2 separate regions of the Sus scrofa genome follow, and region 2 is linked to region 1. Evidence: chromatin contacts called from public HiChIP or PLAC-seq data. All regions are on one chromosome and are shown on one strand. The core of a region is the stretch at or near the end of the contact, and the rest is flanking DNA. Distances in the headings are between cores, read along the strand shown. Region 1 has its middle 34 kb from the start of TRIM25. Region 2 has its middle 12 kb from the start of TRIM25.

Evidence for each region. HiChIP or PLAC-seq counts read pairs in DNA pulled down with a chosen protein or histone mark.
Region 2: an H3K27ac HiChIP or PLAC-seq map of alveolar macrophages shows a contact between it and region 1. The contact joins two enhancer-like sites. A contact is called at or near these places in 1 of 5 promoter capture datasets (liver), 4 of 47 Hi-C or Micro-C datasets (epiblast stem cells, liver and skeletal muscle) and 2 of 2 datasets of contacts at active chromatin or transcription factors (alveolar macrophages and skeletal muscle).

What each region holds. Positions count from the first base shown.
Region 1 is chr12:33,176,532-33,179,476 of Sscrofa11.1, reverse strand. No RefSeq gene overlaps it. Among named protein-coding and RNA genes, the nearest start is that of TRIM25, 34 kb to the left of the region's middle. Within about 2 kb of position 1,421, at least 13 of the 83 cell types and tissues checked have an H3K27ac peak or open chromatin away from gene starts, as enhancers often do. A contact at or near this core is called in alveolar macrophages, where this site is marked.
Region 2 is chr12:33,222,807-33,225,751 of Sscrofa11.1, reverse strand. No RefSeq gene overlaps it. Among named protein-coding and RNA genes, the nearest start is that of TRIM25, 12 kb to the right of the region's middle. Within about 2 kb of position 1,416, at least 11 of the 83 cell types and tissues checked have an H3K27ac peak or open chromatin away from gene starts, as enhancers often do. A contact at or near this core is called in alveolar macrophages, where this site is marked.

The DNA.
Region 1 (2,945 bases), core at 172-2,671:
TTTCTTTCTGGTTTCAGCTTGGCCAGTACCTACATTAATCTACTGCTATTCTGTGAAATTACTGTTGTTTTGCTCTTGAGGATAGGGGAATGTTCATGTGACAAAAAGGACTCAGGACGTCCCCTTGTGGCACAGTGGGTTAAGGACCTGGTGTTGCTGCAGGTGTGGTGTAGGTCAAAACTGCGGCTTGGTTTCAGTCCCTGGCCTGGGAACTTCCACATAATGTGGGTATAGCAAACAAACAAACAAACAAACAAAAACCCAAAACTACTCAGTTTGCAGCTTTCTATTCATCTTTCTCTGTGTAAAAGATTCACAGACACATACAAACAGCATTTGACCTTTGATACCAATATCCATTAATAATATTGGATATTAATCCAATTGGATATTAATATTAATCCAATTGGATATTAATAATATTGGATATTAATCGCCCTCTGATGCCACTGGGATGCAATAACTTTTGAAGAAATACAAAGAAAAGTGTCACCTTTTTAGAGCAGAAAAGCTGAATTTCTAAAATGCCACACAAAATCAATGCTTCTTTAACAGTAAATACTTCTTTTTTAAAAAAGCTCAAAAACGTATTCCCACTATATAAAGAACTCATAGCTTATCTGTAAAAATGACACCTTTTATACAACACTTAAAGAAAAGGCTGAATGCAGTCTGCGCTGTAGTCCCTTTTTGGAAAGTTATTTTTTAACCATAGAAATCTATGAGTTCCCGTCGTGGCTCAGTGGAAACGAATCCAACTAGGAACCATAAGGTGGCGGGTTCGATCCCTGGCCTCGCTCAGTGGGTTAAGGATCTGGCATTGCCGTGAGCTGAGGTGTAGGTCGCAGACATGGCTCGATCCTGTGTTGCTATAGCTGTGGTGTAGGCCTATGGCTACAGCTCTGATTAGACCCCTAGCCTGGGAACCTCCATATGCCACGGGAGCAGCCCTAGAAAAGGCAAAAAGACACACACACACACACACACACACACACACACACACACAAATTTCTGTGAAGGAGTTCCTGTTGTGTCTCAGCAGAAACGAATCTGACTAGTATCCACGAGGACGAAGGTTTGATCCCTGGCCTCCCTCAGTGGGTTAAGGATCTGGTGTTGCTGTGACTGTGGTGTTGGTCAGTGGCTACAGCACTGATTGGACCCCTAGCCTGGGAAACTCCTAGGCTAAAAGTGCAGCCCTGAAAAGACAAAAAAAAAAAAAAAAAAAAAAAAAAAAAAAAAAAAAAAAGAAAAGAAATTCTATGAAATGTAAACAAAAAAGCTTCTGCATTTGTTTCCCTGTTGTGAGGTTGCTACACAATTGTGTACTATTCTATGAGCAGCTCTTCACTCTGCTAACAGAAGCCCTACCTGTTAGGTGGAGTGGTTTCTGTTTTGCATAGTTTTGTGACTCATAATGAGTCACAACTCTCTACGTCTAGCGTTTAATATGCTTCAAGTCAGATTTTTTTTTTTTAGCCATTCTAACAATGGCACACATTGACCTTTCATTTGTCACTTTTCTGGAAGGTAGCCAATTACCAGAAACTAAGCACAACAGTGCCATTCAGCACTCTTGAAACTTGTAGGAGATGGCAGTCTTTACCACTGGGGAAAGGAAAGAGTCCTAGAAAAGTGATAATTCCCAATATTATGGCAAGATGGAGACTAACAGAAGCCGAAAAGTAGAGGCTGAAATTCTGTCTCACAGCTGTCTTTTCTATTGTGTATTATTTATTTATTTATTTTGTCTTTTTGCCATTTCTTGGGCTGCTCCCACGCATATGGAGCAGGCTAGGGGTCGAATCAGAACTGTAGCCGCCGGTCTACGCCAGAGCCACAGCAACGAGGGATCCGAGCCATGTCTGCGACCTACACCACAGCTCACGGCAACACTGGATCCTTAACCCACTGAGCAAGGGCAGGGATCGAACCCGCAACCTCATGGTTCCTAGTTGGATTCATCAACCACTGCACCACGATGGGAACTCCATTATTTTTAAGATTATTTATTTTTTTGGCCCTGCCCACAGCATAAGTTGTTCCTGGACCAGGGATCAAATCCTAGCCACAGCAGTGATCCATAACTGCTAGGCCACCAGGGAACTCCTCTCTCGTGGGTGTTTAATCTTTCCCTTTCCATTACGTGGTCCCTTTCCCCCGTGCTGCCAAACCGATTATGCCACTGTATTTCTTTCTCTTTTTTCCTGCTTTTTCGGGCTGCACCCAAGGCATATGAAAGTTCCCAGGCTAGGGGTCCAGTCAGAGCTGCAGTCTACACCACAGCCATAGCAACGCAGGATCCAACACCTGGGACCTACACTTCAGCTTGCAGCAACACTGGATGCTTAACCTACTGAGTGAGGCCAGGGATCGAACCGCCATCCTCATGGATACTAATTAGATTAATTTTCGCTGTGCCAAGATGGGAACTCCCCCCATTTGCATACTTTCTTACCGCTCTTGAAATAATAGATCCTTACTCGTCTTATCTCTCCCTCCTGTTTCGTTTGTTCAGAGTCTGTTGCCATTACCTGAGTCATGGTTACAAGTTTTGGTATCAGATACTAAAGGTCACTGCTCCTCTCACTGAATTAAAGCAAACCTCCTGCAACATGTTAGTCAGAGTTTGTTTCTAAGGAACAGAAACTCACTACAGCTGGGCCCCCTCCTTTTCCAAAGGAAATAAGCATGGTATTTATTTATCTGTTTGTCTGCCACGCCCATGGCATACGGAAGTTCCCAGGACAGGGACTGACCCCTTGGCCTGAGCAGCACAGCCTGAGTTGCTACAGTGACAACTCTAGGCCCTTAACCTGCTAGGCCACCAGGCAACTCTATAAGCATGTTATTTAAAGCAATATTTCTAAAATCATCCCTGGTGAAAAATCAAGTATTCTGTTGTTTGTTTCTTTTTTCTTTTTTCTTTTCTTTTTTTTTTTTTT
Region 2 (2,945 bases), core at 167-2,666, 46 kb before region 1:
AGTTATCTAACCTCTCAGAACCCCAGTATCCTTATCACGGTAACCACCAATAGGAGTGTGGTCAGGATTAAATGAGATAATGATGCCTGCAAAGCATTTCGCACAGGCCCTGGTGTGTGGTAAGCACTTGATGAGACATTCGTTATGATTTATGTTTCTATTATGTGATTTGCTCAAGGTCCTACTCCAAATTTTTGGTGGAATTTGAATCCCCTTCTTTTTAAGTTGTTTTTACCTGTTCGGAAAAACTTGTGCCGTATTTCATACTGTAATTGTCAGGTTGAGATTCTCTTTAATTACATCTTTAAGTAGGAGGAAGTCAATCACCTAATGCTCATTTGTGATGCTTGTTAGAATAGGAGGCTTGGGGATTTTTGCCAATGACTACATCCACCCATTATCTCCAAACTGTTATATCTTATCCTAACATTTGAGTGATACAGCTTTTTTCCCAGGGCTCTAGCCTCTTAGAACACATGAGCTCCACTTTCAAAGAGGTTATATTAAGAAAGAAATTCTGGGGAGCTCCTGTCATGGCTTAGTGGTACCAAACCTGACTGGTATCCATGAGGATTCAGGTTCAATCCCTGCCCTTGCTCCGTGGGTTGGGGATCTGGCGTTGCCCTGAGCTGTGGGTGTAGGTCGCAGACATGGCTCAGATCTGGCATTGCTTTGGCTGTTGTGTAGTCCAGCAGCTGCAGCTCCGATCTGAACCCTGGCCTGGGAAATTTTATATGCAGTTGGTGTGGCCCTAAAAAGGCAAAGAAAAGCCACTCTGGACTTCCCTCGTGGGACAGCTGGTTCAGGATCTGGTGTTGTCACTGCAGTGCCTTGGGTTGCTGCTGTGGCTTGGGTTCAGTCCCTGGCCTAGGAACTTCCAGAGGCTGCAGAGGTATGGCCAAAAAAAAAAAAAAAAAAGCAACTCAAGTGGTTTTTTGGTTTTTGGTTCTGTTTTCAGCTCACAGAAAAGTCATCCAGAGAGGAACTGGTGACAGATTAGAGGGACATAAGAATAATGAAGCCCTAGAAAAAGGCACTTGGGATAGAATGGGATTGGCAGTTGGCTCTGCAGGACACTTGGGCCAGGCCAGTGGTTTTGTTGATCTTGCGGTAATGCAAGCCTGTGTGTTACGCCACAGTATGTACTGCGAGCAGTGCTTCGTGACCTTTTTACACACTAGGACTCACATCGAAGATGCCACTGGTAGGGCACCCTGGGAGAAGCAAATGATGCTGTTAGGGCCAGAGGCGACCACCCGTGGGTTCTGGCTGCCCCAGAGCCGGGGCGGGGGGGAGGATCCATATCCTGGAACACAGATGCCATGTGCCATTTGAGTGCCCCACCTATTTGGACAGCAGTTCCTGACACAGCAGTTAGCTGAGGAACAGGAAATGGGCCCAGCTTGGCCTGAGCAGCTCTGAGCAGCTCCACCATCATGCTGGCCCGGTGACCTCAGAGCCTAGGAGGGGCCACCAATGCCATTCTGGCTCCTGACTGAAACCCACAGCTGCAGAGGCGAAGATCATGACAAAGCAGTTTGAGAGGCTGGGAATGATGGCAATCGCTCTGTGCCAGCTATTTTTCTGAACACTTTACTTGTGTGAATTTACTGACACAAGAACCTGATGAGATAGGTGTTGTTATTATTTCCATTTTACAGAAGAGGAAACTGAGGTACAGAGGGGAAGTTCCTGGCCCGTGATCACACAGCTTAGTGAAGGAAGGAACTGGGGTCCACCTCCAGATTGTTCCAGAGTCTGTCCTCTCAACCACCAAGTGTCACCATCTCTCCAGCAGTAGAAGATTCCAAGTGAAAATGCAAATTGTGGCACAATATATATTTATAGAGTGTATTTCCCACTTGCATTAAAAAAAGAGGCTCCTGAAAAAGTATGTATATATGTATGTGTAACTTGTCCCCAGGCTGTACAGCGGAACAAATTTAAAAAAATAAAAAAAATTTTAAAAAAAAGACAAAAAAAAAAAAAAAAAAAGAGGCTCCTGATGCAGAATATGTAAAGAACATTCTGGAAGGACATTTGTGAAACTAAGTATAGTCATCTCTATACGTAGGAACTGAGGAAGAGGAGGCGTTTCGATTTTTTTACATCCTTCCTCTCTGTAACTTCTTGCCACAAGCATGCCATACCTGTGTAGTTTTGTAGTATGTTTGAAAGAGATATGGTATCCCTAGAACTGTTTCTTAGGAAAACATCAGCAAATAGAACTCTTGGGCAACAGGAAATAGAGAAGTTGTGTCTAAGGGGAAGCGGGATAAGAAGAGGATGCAGAAGTAGCTAGTAACATAGACCCTGATGGATTTCCAACATGAAGTAAGAAATGTACAGCACATCTTGACCTGCTGCTTCCTCTTCCCAAGGCCCAGGGAGTGGGGGGGGGGAGAGAATAAGGAATCTGCAATTGTCCAAAAGTGTAGCCCTTCTGTGGGGGTGGAGAGGGTGGGAGCATCAAAGAAATGCAACCAGGGTCAGTAGCTGCCTCCATCATGCTGCCTCTGCAGACACCCAGGTGCCCCAGGTACCAGCTGAGACTCCATCTGCTCCCTGGGCTGATGGGGCGTGGCTCCCACCTCCCCATCAGCTGGTTAGAAACTGAGTGGGAGGAAACGAACACAAAAGTCCACCCTTAGACTGTGGGTTCAATTGAAAGAATGGGCTAGGAGTTTCCTGTGGCTTAACAGTTAGGGATCCAGCGTTGTCACTTCTGTATAGGTTCAATCCCTGGCCCAGGGAACTGGCATGTGCCCTAGTGCAGCCAAAATGAAAAAAATAGAAAGAGAATGGGCTAATGTTCTAAAGATGGATGAACTCCAACAGCCTGGCTTTAGATGGCTTCATAACCAATGCAAACAACACATCTGCCCAGAAATTTCCCTAAGTTTCCTTTAGAGGGAGTTCCCTCTAGCATTTGTTTCATCCAGCAC